Regions from separate parts of the Mus musculus genome. Here regions 2, 3, 4 and 5 are each linked to region 1. The links are chromatin contacts, called in public Hi-C, HiChIP or PLAC-seq and promoter capture Hi-C maps. All regions are on one chromosome and are shown on one strand. The core of a region is the stretch at or near the end of the contact, and the rest is flanking DNA. Distances in the headings are between cores, read along the strand shown. Region 1 holds the start of Inka2 (inka box actin regulator 2). Region 2 holds the start of Alx3 (aristaless-like homeobox 3). Region 3 holds the start of Lrif1 (ligand dependent nuclear receptor interacting factor 1). Region 4 holds the start of Hipk1 (homeodomain interacting protein kinase 1). Region 5 holds the start of Kcnc4 (potassium voltage gated channel, Shaw-related subfamily, member 4).

The links. Promoter capture Hi-C pulls out the DNA fragments that hold promoters and counts their contacts. Hi-C and Micro-C count contacts between places; a contact is called where the count stands out from the background. HiChIP or PLAC-seq counts read pairs in DNA pulled down with a chosen protein or histone mark.
Region 2: a contact with region 1 is called in an H3K4me3 HiChIP or PLAC-seq map of embryonic stem cells, with 6 times the contacts expected there. The contact joins the promoter of Alx3 here to the promoter of Inka2 in region 1. A contact is called at or near these places in 1 of 39 promoter capture datasets (liver) and 2 of 115 datasets of contacts at active chromatin or transcription factors (both in embryonic stem cells).
Region 3: a contact with region 1 is called in a promoter capture Hi-C map of liver, with 2.7 times the contacts expected there. The contact joins the promoter of Lrif1 here to the promoter of Inka2 in region 1. A contact is called at or near these places in 3 of 39 promoter capture datasets (the C10 cell line, liver and pre-B cells) and 1 of 115 datasets of contacts at active chromatin or transcription factors (double positive thymocytes).
Region 4: a Hi-C map of B cells shows a contact between it and region 1, with 5 read pairs. The contact joins the promoter of Hipk1 here to the promoter of Inka2 in region 1. A contact is called at or near these places in 1 of 39 promoter capture datasets (pre-B cells) and 1 of 484 Hi-C or Micro-C datasets (B cells).
Region 5: an H3K27ac HiChIP or PLAC-seq map of embryonic stem cells shows a contact between it and region 1, with 7 times the contacts expected there. The contact joins the promoter of Kcnc4 here to the promoter of Inka2 in region 1. A contact is called at or near these places in 3 of 39 promoter capture datasets (hippocampal neurons, liver and pre-B cells) and 1 of 115 datasets of contacts at active chromatin or transcription factors (embryonic stem cells).

Annotation. Positions count from the first base shown.
Region 1 is chr3:105,703,111-105,706,032 of GRCm38.p6, forward strand. It overlaps Inka2 (inka box actin regulator 2), which reads left to right and starts at 1,489. Exons shown (of 2, transcript NM_175398.4): 1 at 1,489-1,715. The coding sequence starts at 1,659.
Region 2 is chr3:107,593,314-107,596,305 of GRCm38.p6, forward strand. It overlaps Alx3 (aristaless-like homeobox 3), which reads left to right and starts at 1,718. Exons shown (of 4, transcript NM_007441.3): 1 at 1,718-2,139. The coding sequence starts at 1,863.
Region 3 is chr3:106,720,370-106,723,149 of GRCm38.p6, forward strand. It overlaps Lrif1 (ligand dependent nuclear receptor interacting factor 1), which reads left to right and starts at 1,313. Exons shown (of 4, transcript NM_001039488.1): 1 at 1,313-1,737. The coding sequence starts at 1,676.
Region 4 is chr3:103,789,675-103,792,698 of GRCm38.p6, forward strand. It overlaps Hipk1 (homeodomain interacting protein kinase 1), which reads right to left and starts at 1,601. Exons shown (of 16, transcript NM_010432.2): 1 at 1,321-1,601.
Region 5 is chr3:107,457,606-107,460,393 of GRCm38.p6, forward strand. It overlaps Kcnc4 (potassium voltage gated channel, Shaw-related subfamily, member 4), which reads right to left and starts at 1,293. Exons shown (of 4, transcript NM_145922.3): 1 at 596-1,293. The coding sequence starts at 1,285.

The sequences.
Region 1 (2,922 bases), core at 239-2,738:
AGCTCAGACTGCTTGCCTCTCCTGGCAGTTCAACCACAGCCAGTACCCTAAATTCCAAAGATGTTCATGCCCAGGTTTCAGGGATGGAGAAAACCACAGATCTGCAAATGTTTACCGAGAGCTCCTTACAACCGGCTGCTGTTCTGCAGGGTGAAGATATAACTGTGTAAAAGGGGTGGGGCTTCAGGGTGGGGAACCCACCTCTGTTTCCTAGGAGGGTCATGGTGGAGGATGCTGCTCTGACCCACTACTTTCTTGAACTGATTCAACAGCACCAACACCGTCCAGCCTAACTTTCTGACTGGCACATCACTCTGAAGAGGAGTGAGAAGATAGGCCAGGAGCATAGTCACAGTCACCAAGTTCTTCACCTACCCCCTAAATGTTTTTGAAGAAGTGATCTTGGCTGGCATCAAATGAATGTCCACAGTGTCTGCTTTCTCCCTTCGCGGCTTCTCTTGCATCCTTTTGGTTCTGTCTCACACAGACCACCAAAATCTTGCCAGGGGCAAACTTTCCCCTATTAATTTTCTTGAAACAAAGCAAAGCAAATTGTTACTAATTACTCTGGCAGGCCGAATGGTGAGGTGTTTGCTCACCGAGGGTAACTTAAGTCAGGCAAGTGGCCAGGAGGCCGGCTTTAGAAGTATCGAGTTGGACTGGCCTGCAGAAGCACCCCTTTCGCTGTGCCCCAACTCCACCCCTTACACCCCTAGGAGTTACTGCATGGGTACCAGGGAAATGCCTGTCAACTATCCTCAGAGCGTCCTCAAGTCCTCTTCTCCCCTATTCAAGAAGGCCAGCATTAGGGAGTTCTAGGAAGGGAAAGGCCTGTTTCTCCACTCCCTGCCAACTCTATTGAAACAGCTCCCAACACCCCATCTTTAAATCTTCCATTAAAATTCGCTCTCTGAAGTGACTATCCTCATATTTACTTGTTTGTCTCATAGTTCCTTCTCCTCCACGATAAAAGTTATGCAAGGCTGAGACCTTGTCTCTCTTACTCAGTATCACCAGGTCTACCTTGAACACAATAGACTGCCACACCAGCTGAGACCTAGCGGAAGCCGCTTCCTTCCGCTAGCGCTAGAGAGGAGTGGGCCCGGAGGAGATGAAATGGAGCCGTGAACTTCCAGGACCCTCTTTAGAAAGAAAAGGCTTCTGAGGGATTTAAGGGGAAGGCAAAGGAGAGCGTTTTCTTCTCTGAAAGGAGTTAAGATTCAACACTGTGACCCTCCTGCCTAGTCCTAGTCCTCAATCCTAAAACTGCGTTCTTCCTTTATAATAGACAATGAATGCACTTGACTGGGGGCTTTGCCAGTTCCATGCCCCACAGAACCCAGAACCTAATCAAGACCTCTGCGAGTCTCCCAGTAGTTGCTGCTGTCTGCAAGGCCGGTGACAGACTTTCTCGGGTCGCCAGGCCCGAGCACCCCCCCTCCCCGACCGCTCTTCCCATTGGCCGAAGATACCCCTTCTGAGTTCTCATTGGCTGCTGCACTTTTCCTCCGCCCCTATCCCGGGCATTGAGCGGCAGCAGCGGGGAACGCCGCTCTAAGTCCCCACGCTGGAGCTGAGGCTCGGCTCAGCGCGGATAAGGGCGCGGAGCGCACTGAGAACCCTACTTTCTCGTGAGCCCGAGCCCAGCAAATGGGCGAATGACAAAGGAGAGCAAGGACATGGACTGCTATCTGCGTCGCCTCAAACAGGAGCTGGTAAGATCGGAGCAGGAGCCTGGGGACAGGGAGGACTGCTCCACCCAGACCTAGGTACCTGACTTGCCCCCCCCCCCCCCCCCCGCGCTCCGTGCACCGGGCGGAAGCGGAGAGGAGAGGGGAGGAGAGGAGAGGAGAGGAGAGAGGATGCCAACTGGTAGGTAGAGGCTAGGGACGTTGCTCAGAGGTAACAAACTTTGGCAAAGATTTCTGATGAGATATGGACAAGTAACAGGGAGTCAGAGCACCCAGATAAGTTGAATGTGACAGAACAACTGAAGAGAAAGGAGGACACACCCAGAGGGGACAGGCACACGGACGGAGTAAGGCTCAAGTGTCCAGAGTCGCAGGAATGACAGGCACAGGCATCGGGCGCCAGTGGTCGGGTGCCGGGCTCCTGAAGCGCGCAGACAGGTCCCTGCCCTGTGCAGGAGGTCAGGCTGGACTGCTCGCTCGCTCGTGGGGAGCTGGCACCGCCCGGGGCCCCCAGCTCTGCTGGGCTTGGCAGAGCTGGCGCGGCTGCGGGGGCAGGCTTGGCCGGCTGTCTGCCCGGGCTTGTCTGCCAGCAGGGAGGGGGGTGGCAGCTGTAATGACGGGGGAGGAGGGGTGCCGCCTGGCAGATCGCGGAGCGGGAGTTGTGGAGGCTCGGCCAGATGTCAGGTCTGGGCTTGGGGAGTGCGCTGGGAGTGTGCGGGGCCTCGGGGTGCTGAGGGTGAGTATGCTACCCTGGAGTGGGGGGATGAATCACTGAAGAGGGATAAGTGACTGTTAAGGCTGTGTTAGGGAAGCCAGGTGAATTCTGATTTCTTTCTCTTGCCTCTCTCTCCTCTTGTCTCTCTTCTCTCTCCTCTTTCCCCTCTCCCTCCTCCTTCCCCTCCTTCCCTCCCTTTCTCCCTCCCTTCTGGTTTTCCTTTACCACCAGGATTCAGACAGATAGGTAGGTAATGTGCGTCTTTTCTCAGCTCCGCCCGTCCCTTCTCCATCTAGACTGCCTTAGCTTCTACCTCCCACTCCACCTCTCAATGTCTCCTTCATTTTTATCTCCCATGGCAGTAGGCCCTCCTGGCTCACTTAGCTCCTTCTTTCTTCTATTCAGTCAGGTCACCCAGGCAGATCTGGATTCAGAGAGTGCCCAGCTCAGGCTTCTTAAGATCCCGAGAGATAACCTTTCCAGTCCTAGCTGCAGAGATTCCACTCTGCCTGCCTG
Region 2 (2,992 bases), core at 468-2,967, 1.9 Mb after region 1:
CTGTCATTAAGTTAACATGGTATGGCAAAATACTAGTGATTCTCAAATACCCAGTCTATAGGTACATGACCCATTTTTATGACAAGAAAAATGAGGCACCTAGAGCAAAAGGCCCAGTGTTTAATCCAAGCTGCCTTGTTTAATTTGTTGATGGCATTGGTCTTGTGTCATACTTTCATCCTCCAAATTAAGCTGCTTGGTAACTTTGTTGATTAGATGCCCTGAAATGATACAACCTTCTAGACAGTCAACACTACCTCATTGACAATTATGGAAAACCTTTTATTAATAATCAGTTCAGCAGTGTCCACAGCTGAGAGCCAGTGGACTCCCCTCTGGTAGAGGCAGAGGGGAAAACCTCATTTTAAGCCAGGCTTCTCTAGCTGGAAATATCAGCCCCAGGTGCTCCCATCTCTGCCTAGCCTGCAGTCTGTGATTAGGGGCCCTAATGGCCATAATGCCTCCAATGTGGTGTTTAAGCCAATAAGGCTTCAGAAAAGTTACGGTATGTTTAATAATGGCTTAATGACTCCTTGTGAGATGCAAGGCTTCTGGTTCCTGTTTGGCCTTGATTTACAGCCCAACTCTGGCTGAGGACAGCCAAGAAACCTCCTCTAAGCCTCCAACGGAAGAGGGAGGTGTTCACACCAGGCCTCTTAGATTCCTTTTAAAAATGAGAATTCAAATAGAATACAAATGATGTTTGACTCCCTGCCCCTCTCGCTAATCTCCAGGGGTCCTAAAAATATAAATGTTTTAACCCGGACCTAAGGGATCTTTAAGCTCGGGTCCAAAGGACCTCTGGTATTTCTTCCCAGATCTTAGGCACAGTAAGGATTATTCAGTTTCAGAAAGGCTAAGCTATACCCTAATCCTAGGCTTCCTTTGGGTCGAGGAGACTCACCTTTGGGAGATGCAATCCTACCCTCGCTATGTCTAAAATAGCAAGCCTGAAGCAGTTAATTTGCAGTGGATCTGAGTGACATTCAGTTTATGCTGCTCAGAAGGACAATGACCCTTCTGCTCTTCCATAGCTGACCCAAAAAGCTACCTGGGCAGACCACTGTGAAACCTAGAGATCTCTCTGTCTGTTTTGGCCTGCCTGGGCTTTGGAACTCACCACCAAATGTAGATGGACCACAGTCAGCTGAAAACGCTAAGTGAGAGGTTCAAATCACAGATAATCAATGACAGTATTGAGGCCCAAGCTCCCAAGCCCCCTGCTGTTTCCACAGCATCCAGTCTCTAGGATGTCCAGGCAAAACAAGTGTCTAAGGGAGATGCCCTTGCTTTTTTCCAGCTACCAGCAAAAATAAACCGAGCAAGGTGAAGGGGAAACTCTACCACAGTAGAGGCCTCTCTTCTCAGACTGATGTCAGATCAGGCCTCAAAGAGAATGTTGGAGGAGGGATGGGGGAGGGTGCGGGGGTGGGGAGGATGTCTGCCCTCACCGTTTCACCTCCCCAGGGCCAAGAGCCACTAAGATGGATATCAGGACTTGAGGGTGCAGCTCAGAGCCAAGGACTCACCCGACTGCTAGACAAAAGGGATCCTGCCCTCGAAAGGAAGCAGCTTCCCTCTCTTCTCTTCCAACTGCTTGTGATACCAGACTCGGGGTGAATGGGGTGGGGTGGGGGTGTTCCTGGGCTCCGAGGGGTTAACCCGCACGGGGCCGCACGTGACGTGGATGGTTCCAGCATTAAGTCAGAGGCGCGGCCCCCTCTCCTGCCCCCCACCCCCCGCGGCGCGCGCCGCTCCCGGGGGCTCCGCGCCCCCGAGCCCAGGTCCCTCCCCCTTGGCTCACAGGCCGCGCGGGTTAGCGGGAGCCCCGGAGCTCCGGCGGCCTGTGAGCCCGAGCCGGCATGGACCCCGAGCGCTGCGCGCCTTTCTCCGTGGGGCCGGCGGCCGGTCCTTACGCGGCCGCGGGGGACGAGGCTCCGGGTCCCCAGGGGACTCCCGATGCTGCGCCTCACCTGCACCCCGCGCCACCCCGCGGTCCGCGCCTGAGCCGCTTCCCGGCCTGTGGGCCCCTGGAACCCTACCTCCCAGAGCCCGCCAAGCCGCCCGCCAAGTACCTGCAGGACCTCGGGCCAGGCCCGGTGCTCAACGGCGGCCACTTCTACGAGGGCTCCGCGGAAGGTAACACGCCGGGGGTCGGGGGTGGTGGTGGAACCCCATGTCGTTCTTATCCCCAGCCCTTCCTGGTCTCCCCGACTCTCCCGCTTTCTTGCTTCTTAACTTTGGGTACGTCTCGCATTTTCCACGATTCCCTCGCTAGATCGCTGCTGGCCTGGCCGGACAAGGCCAGGGCATTGGGGACCGCAGAATCGCCTGTGTCCCCGGCCGGCAGAGGCAATGGGAGGCGGGAGGTCAAAGGAGGGTGGAGTAGGGACGATCTTGGGCCCATTCCGACCCCCAAGGTGATTGAACCTGGGAGGAGAGATCGCGCTCATCCGGAGCCGAGCCTCTCTGCCACCGACCCAGAAGAGGGGACTGGGTGGAGGGCCCCGGAGCCTAACTGGGCCCCAAAGCTGGGAGAGAAGAGTTCTGCTTTTGTGCATGGCGCCCGCTGAGGGCGTAGAGGCTGGGCCTCGACTTAGTGGCCAAACTGGACTCAGCGAGGGAAAGGCTGTGTCCTGGACTTACCCAGCTCTCATCCTCGGGCCCAGCCTCTGCAGGAAAAGGTTTTCTGATGCCGTTAAGTCGCTCCGCAGAGTGGCGGTGGCTGCTCCCCCTCAGAACTGGGACTGTCTTCAAGATCAAATAACTATGTTCTTGTTTCTCAGATTAACTTGGCCTCCCCGTCGCCACGGGGATGGCTACCCTTCTTGCAGTTGGCATCTCGGCACCGAATCATCACCGCTGAGCCGTCGGAAGCGGTCCCGAACTATCCTAAATCCCAGGGCGCATCCCACTCCGGGGACCGTGCCCTGTGTGCTAAGGCGGGTCGGACCGTACCATTATCTGAGAATGCGCCTGAGTGGCAGGGCCT
Region 3 (2,780 bases), core at 63-2,562, 1.0 Mb after region 1:
AACACACACACACACTTAGACACACACAAACTCTTAGAGAGGGTTCTCACTGTATAACCCTGGCTAACCTGAAACTCACTTTGGTGACTAGGCTGACCTCAAATTCAGAGACCCACCTGCCTCTTCCTGAGTTCTGGAATAAAAGGTGTGCACAGCAATGTGTAGCAAAACGCATTTGATTTTTTTGTTTGTTTGTTTTAGTTGTTGTTGTCATTGTTGTTTTTTCCTAGTAACTTTGATTACATAGACAAAAGATGCCATAAAGCTTGAAAGCATTAAGGTCTGCCTATCTTTCCTGATGTCTTTAGTATGAGAACAGGGTACTTTATTGTCAAATAAATGTGCTATACAAAAATAGGAAAATGATACTTTCTCTTGACATATCAAAACCTGAAGTTCTTAAAAATCTTTAACGTTTAGCAGTTAGGGGTATGAGTAAACCTTTCTTCTTCCCTTTTTGTGAGACTAGATTTCATGTAGTTCTTGATGGCCTTCTACTAAGTAGCCAAGGGTGATCTTAAAGCCCCTATCGTCTTGCTTGTACTTTCCAAGCGCTAGAATTGCATATGTGTGTCACTAAGCCTGGTAATTCCATTTTTAAATAACCATATAAACCTTCAAATTGTCTACCTTATCAGTGTCCTGAATTTGAACACTGCAGCATACAAGATTGCCTATGTCAAATAAAATTTTATCTTTGAAAACACTTTCATAATATTCCACACCTAATTAAACTATAATTCCTCCTACCCATTAAACAGTATGATCCCAATTCTCAAATAGTCATTAACTGCAGGACTCTAGAGAATTCTTAGAGCTGGTTTCTGGAAATTAAGAGTTTCAAAAAGTTTATACAGGGGATTTAATGCACAGACACTCAAAGAATTGAATACATGACAGTAAGATACAGTTTTAACTGAGGTGTTAGTGTGGGAATGGAGAAAATGGTTAATCGATTAATGTAGAGCAAAACTTCAAGAAACAGAAAAAAATAATCACTTCTAGCCATGAGAAGGGAGATAAAGGTTTTCAACAATTTATGGCAACTACCAAATGCCTATCTGTGTCTACTGAATAAAACTGCTAAGGAGGACATTATTACATTGGCTTGCAAAAGCGCATGTACAAGTGCAGACAATTTAAGCCTGACACCGGAAGTATTTCATTTCATGTAGGCAGTGAAAGCACTTTCTCTTTTAGTTCCTCCTTTGATCCGGAAGAAGAGACCTCAACCTTCGCTGTCGATTGGACCACGTCATAAGGGCGGGGCCATGGCGATCCATTCGCCTTGGTAACCATATGTGACGTAGCTGTATGCCTAGGATCCCTGGCTCTAGGAGCTCGGTTTTAGTGGGCGCAGACTCCGATCAGGCCCTGTCGTGGGTGGTGCTATTGATGCCACGCCCCCCACGTCCTCTCTGACTGGCTGTGATGCGTCACGTAGCCAGAAGAGACTCGCCGGAAAACTGTGAGCTTGCCTGAGGTAGGAGTCTTCCGGCTTCTACAGCCACTTCCCACGGAAGCTGGGGGAGCCGCCCTCTCAACTATCTCCCGTCACACCCTTCTGTTCGCTCGCCTCAGACGCTGCCCTTCCACACCCGTGCTCTGGTTCGCGCCTACTTGGGGACGCTGTCCCCCCAGTATTCACTGCCCTATCCCCTCCCACCCATCTAAAATGTCTAATAGTCTCCAGAGCGTCATTCTGAAAACCGCAGAGGAAAAGTCAGGCTCGCGCTGGTAAGTACCAGTTCCCAGTTCTTCAGGCGCCCGCCCACACCCTGTGACTTAGGTTGTCATGGCCGCGTCAGCTGACGTTCAGCCGCGCGCACCGGGTGCTAGCTGCGGGGATGTGGGAGCACAGCGCCATCACAGCACACCTCCTTACACCGCACCCACTGCACACCAGTGCAGAGCCCTTGGCTCCCAGTCCTCTCCAAAATGTAAAGCAGCCCGCGATTACAACGCAGCTACCATCTCCTGGCCCCCAGCGCGCCCTACGCCACCCGCTCGAATTTCATAGGCGGAACAAGTAGATACCCACGGAAGTAAAACCAACTTGGCGATGCTCCAAGAATCTCAAACACTTACCAAAACACCCATCGTGGATTAGCAAGTGCAGCCCCGCGGCGCTGTAACTTCAAGTGAAAATAGTCCCATTTTAATGTACTTAGAAAATGTGTTCTAGAACAAGGGACTTTAGTATTTGAAAATTTCAACTAATATGGAGAAAAGTAAAAACTTGAAATGTGTTTTTCCAGGTAACACATTTGAAACGGGTCTAAAAGGGGTGCATCTCATTGGTTGTCTCTACAAAGGAACAGTTGGAACACTGTATGGCTCTGGTTAGGTAGGAAACTCACTATAGCCAGGACTGTCCACAATACAGCCTGGGTTTACCTCGTGTTAGGATTACAAAGGGTTCTGACAGTCTTTGGTTTGGAAATGTATCACCAGTAACATTTTTCTTTTAATTTTGTGTTAATCCAGATGAAATAAAAGCAGGAACAACAGAATATTCCTTAAGGAACAATTCTTTAATTTATGCTTTCCAGAGTTAATGAGTGCTTGTTGAGAAGCAAAGATTAGTAAGTCTGTAGAAGGTAAATGAACAACATAAAATCTAAGAGCAAAACTGATGAAAGGGGATTGTGGTTGAAAAAAGAAAATCTACCTGGTGTTTATTGCAGCTTTGTTTGTTACCATTTATGAGACTAATGTTTCACTTTCTAATAAAAATAATGGTATCAGGGAATATTTTGATAACAACAGAAAAGAAATAA
Region 4 (3,024 bases), core at 351-2,850, 1.9 Mb before region 1:
AGGTAAAATGAGTCGTTAGGTTTTTAAATGTTTTACAGGAAGCTTTAGGCTTTTAACTGAGCAACCCCCACCCCCAAAAAAAATTGGCAATGGTTTGCATTCTCTATCATCTTAACCAAAAAAAAAACAAAAAAAAACAAAAAAAACAAAATCTTACAGACCATGAATCAAAAATAGCTTTACACAAACAAGAGCAAAATTGTAGGTTTTGCTGAGGCCATCCGCCACTTAATTTAACCCCACTCCGTCTACAGCAGGAAGCCATGCTGCTGTTTTCATCAGTTACTAGGAAACAAGATAAAGAGCGGACTGGGGCAACGGAGTCTACATTTGAAACTCTTGTTTGTGGCTGCACTACACTACTGAGAATTCTCAAAGTGTCACCAAAGAGACAAGAATGCGCATCTTATGAGTATCCACAACTGAGTCACTGGTTATGTAGAGAAAAGATTCACTTACTGGAGCTTGCCCCCACCCCCTCTCCGGCTTCCCGTTCCAGTACCCATTCCCAAACAGGAAAGAAAACGCGCCCAGCATAAACACACAGGCCATTGCTCACGGTTCGTCACCACAACAAACTGGAGGTTAGACCAACGCTCCTAGAGACCAAGTTTTTAGGTCTCGGTTGCCAAGCACAAAAGGGGGACGCTGCCCTACAGAGCTGTTTATAGTGTGGGTCCTACCCAAAGGCTTTTGGTTGTTTCCATCTTTTAATGTTTTGGATTTTGTTGTTCTTGGCTTTAAAGGCGACGACGGACTGCAAAAGTTTAGACCTCTAGCTTTGCCTTGCAGAGATAAACATATAGGTGGGCTGGTCCCCACACAGCGTTACCACCATCACAAATTACATACTCAAAGACTACAGAACATGAACCAAGAGAACAGAAAAGCTTCCATACCAGCCCGACCACCACGATTTACTCTAGATGCGGTTTCCCGGTCCCCAAAGGCACCAATACGCCCAAACTACAGCTACAGGGAGTGGGGTGACATGCACACGCACAAGCACAAGAACCTGCCACCGCAGTCCGCGGTTGGGGTGGAGATCTGTACGGTGGGGAGATGCCAGACGGACCCCTGTCACCTGAGGACAACACGATCTGGAGGGAAAGGCAGGAGGCAGGGGGAGCTGCCCATTTTCTCCGGCACGCAGTCGCGCCTGGCCGCTCGCGACCAGGCGCCTAGGGCCGCGCGGGGCCTGGCGAGAGAGGCACCCCAAGCAAGCCGGCTACCCAAGGGAGTCTGCGGCTCGCTCCGTCCCACCTCGGGGCGCCGACTCCCAAAGTCCACGACCCCAGCCCCTCGCCGAGCCTGACTCACCGCCGGTGTGTGTAGTTCTCAGCCTCGAGTCGGGGCCGCCGCGAGGAGGCGGCGGAGGAGAGGCGATCCGGGGCCCCGCAGCCGGGTCATCATACCCCCCGCACGAGCCGGCCCCGGCCCCGGCCCCCGCCCCCCGGAGCCGTCCCCGCGCCCGTCCTGCGGCCGGAGCCTCGCCAGCCTCCCGCCTGCCCTGCCACCCGGCCCCTTCCCGCCGCCGCCGCCTCAGCGCCGAGCGCTCCCGCCTCGGCCTCCCCTGCGGTCCGGGGCCACGGCCCGGCCCTTCGCTCCGCAGCCGCCGTTGTCACCAGACCCGACAAGTGGAGCCCCGAGCGACCGCCTCCATCCCGCCGGCCCCGCCTCGCCGGAACCATTCAGCCACCTAGCGCCATGACACCTACTGAGGCGGAAGTGCGGAGGAGCGGGAGGGCTGAGATCACTGCATCTTGCCCCGGGCCGCGGGTGTGGGTGGGCCTCCGTGGGGAGCCAGCGTGGACAGTGTGTGGGGACCGGTTTCCCAGTCCTCTCCGCACAGCAGTCTCCGAGGTCGTTTAACCGGCGTTTGGTGGCGGTCGGGTTTCTTACAGTTAGATGTCATCTCAGCTAGTGTGACATCACCCCAAACCAGTGTGATTTTCCCCCAACATCCCAATCACATCCCAGCGATTGGGCAGCGCAGGGAGACATTGACTACCTGGGGATGACTCTGAGGGTTTAGAATTCTCAGTTTTTACTTAAATTGTTTGCTGCCATGTCGATTTCAGGGCAGCATAAGGGATTTAGATGCCTCCCTGTGCTGAAGCGCTCCCACCGTAGAATCTGTTAGGAAATAAAATATCCGAACTCAGCTCCTCCATGCATGCAGTAAACAAAAATTGTCTTACCTCCACGAAGGGTAGAAAGGCGGTGGATTCCGGAAAGTGGACCTGGCATAATGTTTAAGAAAAATGACCCTGAAAACTAGGTTATCTTAGTAGACAGTTGCCAACTCAGCCTCAAGAGATTCTGTGGGACTTGATATGCCTTCCGCGCTGTAAAATGTTGGTTCTTAAAATGAGAAACATTTCTTGGAGTCGAGTATTTATAAGAGTAAGGTAGGATGGTACGTGCCTTTAAACCCAGGATTCATGCCTTTAAACCCAAGATTCTGGAAGGAGAGGCAGATGGATCTCTTGTGAGTTTGTCAACTTGATCTACATAGAGAGGCCCTACCTAAAAGAAAGAGGAGTGCCGGGCAGTGGTGGCGCACGCCTTTAATCCCAGCACTTGGGAGGCAGAGACAGGCGGGATTTCTGAGTTCGAGGCCAGCCTGGTCTACAGAGTGAGTTCCAGGACAGCCAGGGCTACACAGAGAAACCCTGTCTCTGAAAACCAAAAAAAAAAAAAAAAAAAAAAAAGAAAGAGGAGGAGATGGAAAATGTGTTCTTTCTTACAAGAACAGTCTGAACCCCTAACTGACTATCCACCACCATAGATTTTTACCTGTGTCCTGTGAGCAGAGAGCAGGTCTAGGAGAGGCCTTTCTATCAGTTATATTTTTCAGTCCTCACTCATACATCCATGATTTCTTTGGATCTTCACCTAACAAAATGTTTTCTAGGCTATCCTATCATACCTTTTAAGGAAAGTCGTTTGAGTTTCTCCTCTTAACATTGGGAATGGGGAGGAAGTTCATTTCCCTGGAGAGCCAGGGTTAGCAAAATGTTC
Region 5 (2,788 bases), core at 43-2,542, 1.8 Mb after region 1:
GCCAGGCTGTGACTGAGGTACAGAAAGCCTTGGGACATGGCCTGCTCCTAGGAGAAAATGCCCTCTCTCAGGAGAGGGGGCCTGTGTTCTGGGGAATCTCTGTCCTTTATGAGACAGGTATTCTAGAAACTATGCCCCCCCCCCCTTTTCTGAAATCCATAGGCGCCTGCATACAGAGCTGCTGGCAGGATAGAAACAGGTTAAGTGTCCTACATAATCCACGGTTCCTTCTCTTGATCCGGCCTCACCCCTGAAAAAGGCCAAGTTTAAGCTCTCCAGGACTTTGTGGTCCTGTGGAGGGCAATTGTGCTGATCAAAAAGGAGTGAGAAATGCTCAAGTTGAAGGCTTGCCACTCACTGAGGGGCATGTGCCAGAGCAGACAGCTCGGATCAGGTCCAAGTAGTAAGTTAAGTGTGTGCAATTTCCTGATGGAGCATGCAGGAGACCAAGGAGGGTGGGTGTTAGGAGGCAGGTAGTTATCGTCTGCCAGGTACGTCAGTCTCCTTCCAACCCCCTCCCCATCTGACCTACCAACACTAACACCAAGAAACCCTTGGGCACGGAGATGGGGAGATCCTGGCTTCTGCCACTCACCCTGGCCGCCCGGGATGAGTAGGGATCCTCGAAGAGCGCCCACATTCGGGGCTGCCAGCCACGGCACCCTCCGGACCCAGCACCAGGGCCAGAGCCTCCTTCATGGGGGCCCAGGCGCTGCAAGGCCAACTCCCGCTCATCGTCGCCAGCCTCGTCGCCTGGCCCTGCGCCACCCCCGCCCCCGTCCGGGCTCTCGAAGATGTCCAGTGCCTCCTCAGCATCGCGGTGCTGCCGGTAGGTCATCCAGCAGCAGGGTTCCACATCTGTTTCATCGATACCCCAGAAGGTGAGCTCTTCCTCAAAGAGAGGCCCACAGACGTCTGCGGGGCAATGCAGCTTGCCCGTACGGTAGTAGTTGAGCACATAGGCAAAAACACCCGGGTGCCGATCAAAGAAGAACTCACAGCCCCCGCCGCCGCCGCCGCCGCCGCTGCTGCCGCTGCTGCCTGCACCGCCGCCATCCGACTCTGGCCGACCCCCGCCGTCGGGATCCGCCAACCAGGCAAGGCGGGTGCCCGGTAGGGTGCGCAGGGTGCTGCGGTAGGTCTCATGTCGCGTGCCGCCCACGTTGATGATGATCTTCTCCGACGCCTCGCCCTTGGCCATCTCCTCCTTCAGACATGTTTTGGACGGAGGCTTGTTCCCCGACTTGCGCCCGCGGTAGGAGGAGACACACACCGAGCTGATCATAAGAAGCGCTGCGGGGCTCCGGCTTGGGGCGGCCGCTGCCCTCCAAACACCCTTCCCAAGGAGGCAGCGTCAGAACGGGGAGGGGGAGGAGACGACAAGGAGGAGGTGGAGGAGGAGGAGGAGGCAGGAGGTGGTAGCGGCCCCTTCTGCGGAGTGGCTCTGCCCCTGCCTCCCCCCCAACCCCCCCGGGGCGCGGAGCAGGAAGAGTTGGCTTTCTGTGGTGCACAGGTGGTTGGGATTTAGGCAGGCAGAACCTAGTGGAGGCAGGAGGTGAAGACCTGGGTCGAGGACTCAAACCAAAGGGTCCGGGGTCCCAGGAGGTAGGGGCAAGCACAAGGATGCTCTGGGCCGGGGACACGCCCCCCCGACCCCAGAAAGGCAGAGAAGCGCACAGTCCCAGAGCACTGCGAGGGTCCGCGGCGCGCGCGCTCACACTCACACGGGCCACCCTTTGGCTCCTAGAACGCGGCGAGCCCGAAGGCGGCAGGGTTTCTCCGGGCGGCGGCAGCGGCGGAGGCAGCAGCGTAACAGCAACAAGTCCTCGGAGCGGCTACCGGGGCCGGGCGGATGCTCCTACGGTAGCCAGAGCTCTGCGGGGCCGGGCAGTGTGCGGTCAACTCGAGGCGGCGGTGGCGGGCATGTGGCCCGTTCCCCCCATTCATAAATCCAGCGCGGAGCACCGATGGCGGGCGGGGTTGAGTCGAGCGAGACGGACCAGCGGGTGGGGGTTGCTCAGGACCAGGCGGCAGGAAAACAAGCGCGCCCGCAGCAGCGAGCCTGGGTCCTGCGTCCGTGGCCGGGAGCTGCGCCGGGCTGGATGCAGCGCTGCGGGGGCCGCGCCGGGACGAGGGGGGGTTCAGACGGGGCGTCCTGCGCGGCGCAGAGCCTGGAGGGCGGGGCTGCTCTGAAGAGCCAGGCACCGGGTGCTGGCGGAGTGTCCCGGGCGGTGGCCGAATGGCCAAGGACACCTGCAGGCTTCCTGGGCCGCGCCAAGAGGGAGCCTCAGCGCAGCGCCCCGGCGCCGGGTTCCTGAGATCTGGCGCCGCCGGGAGCCGCGCCATCTGCGCGTCTGCCCATCTCCGGGCGGGGCGCCGGCCTTGGCTCCCTGCTAGGGGCGGGCGCGAGGTGGTCTAGGGAAGGGAGCGCCTGGGCGCCAGAGGAATGGGGCTCAAAGGGCTCTGCGACTCCCTCCCGCGATGACAGAGGATGCGACGCTCCAAGTGGCGCCTTTTCCTCTCGGCCTCGCCTGACCAGGGCGCACCCTCCGCGGGGCGGGGTGGGCGCGGCGCTGCGAGGCGCAAGGCCGACCTGGGGCGTTGCGGAGCTCGGGCAGCAGAGCTCAGCCTTCATCCGCGCATCCCAGCCCAGCGGAGGCGCGTAACCCGCTAGCAGCCAGTGCCCAGCGTCGCGCGCCGCCCCTGCGCGCCTCCGCTTCCATCCCCTCTCGGCCCCACTCCCCGCCTCTCCGTAGCCCTCAGCTCCACCCACTGCAGCCCTTGGTGA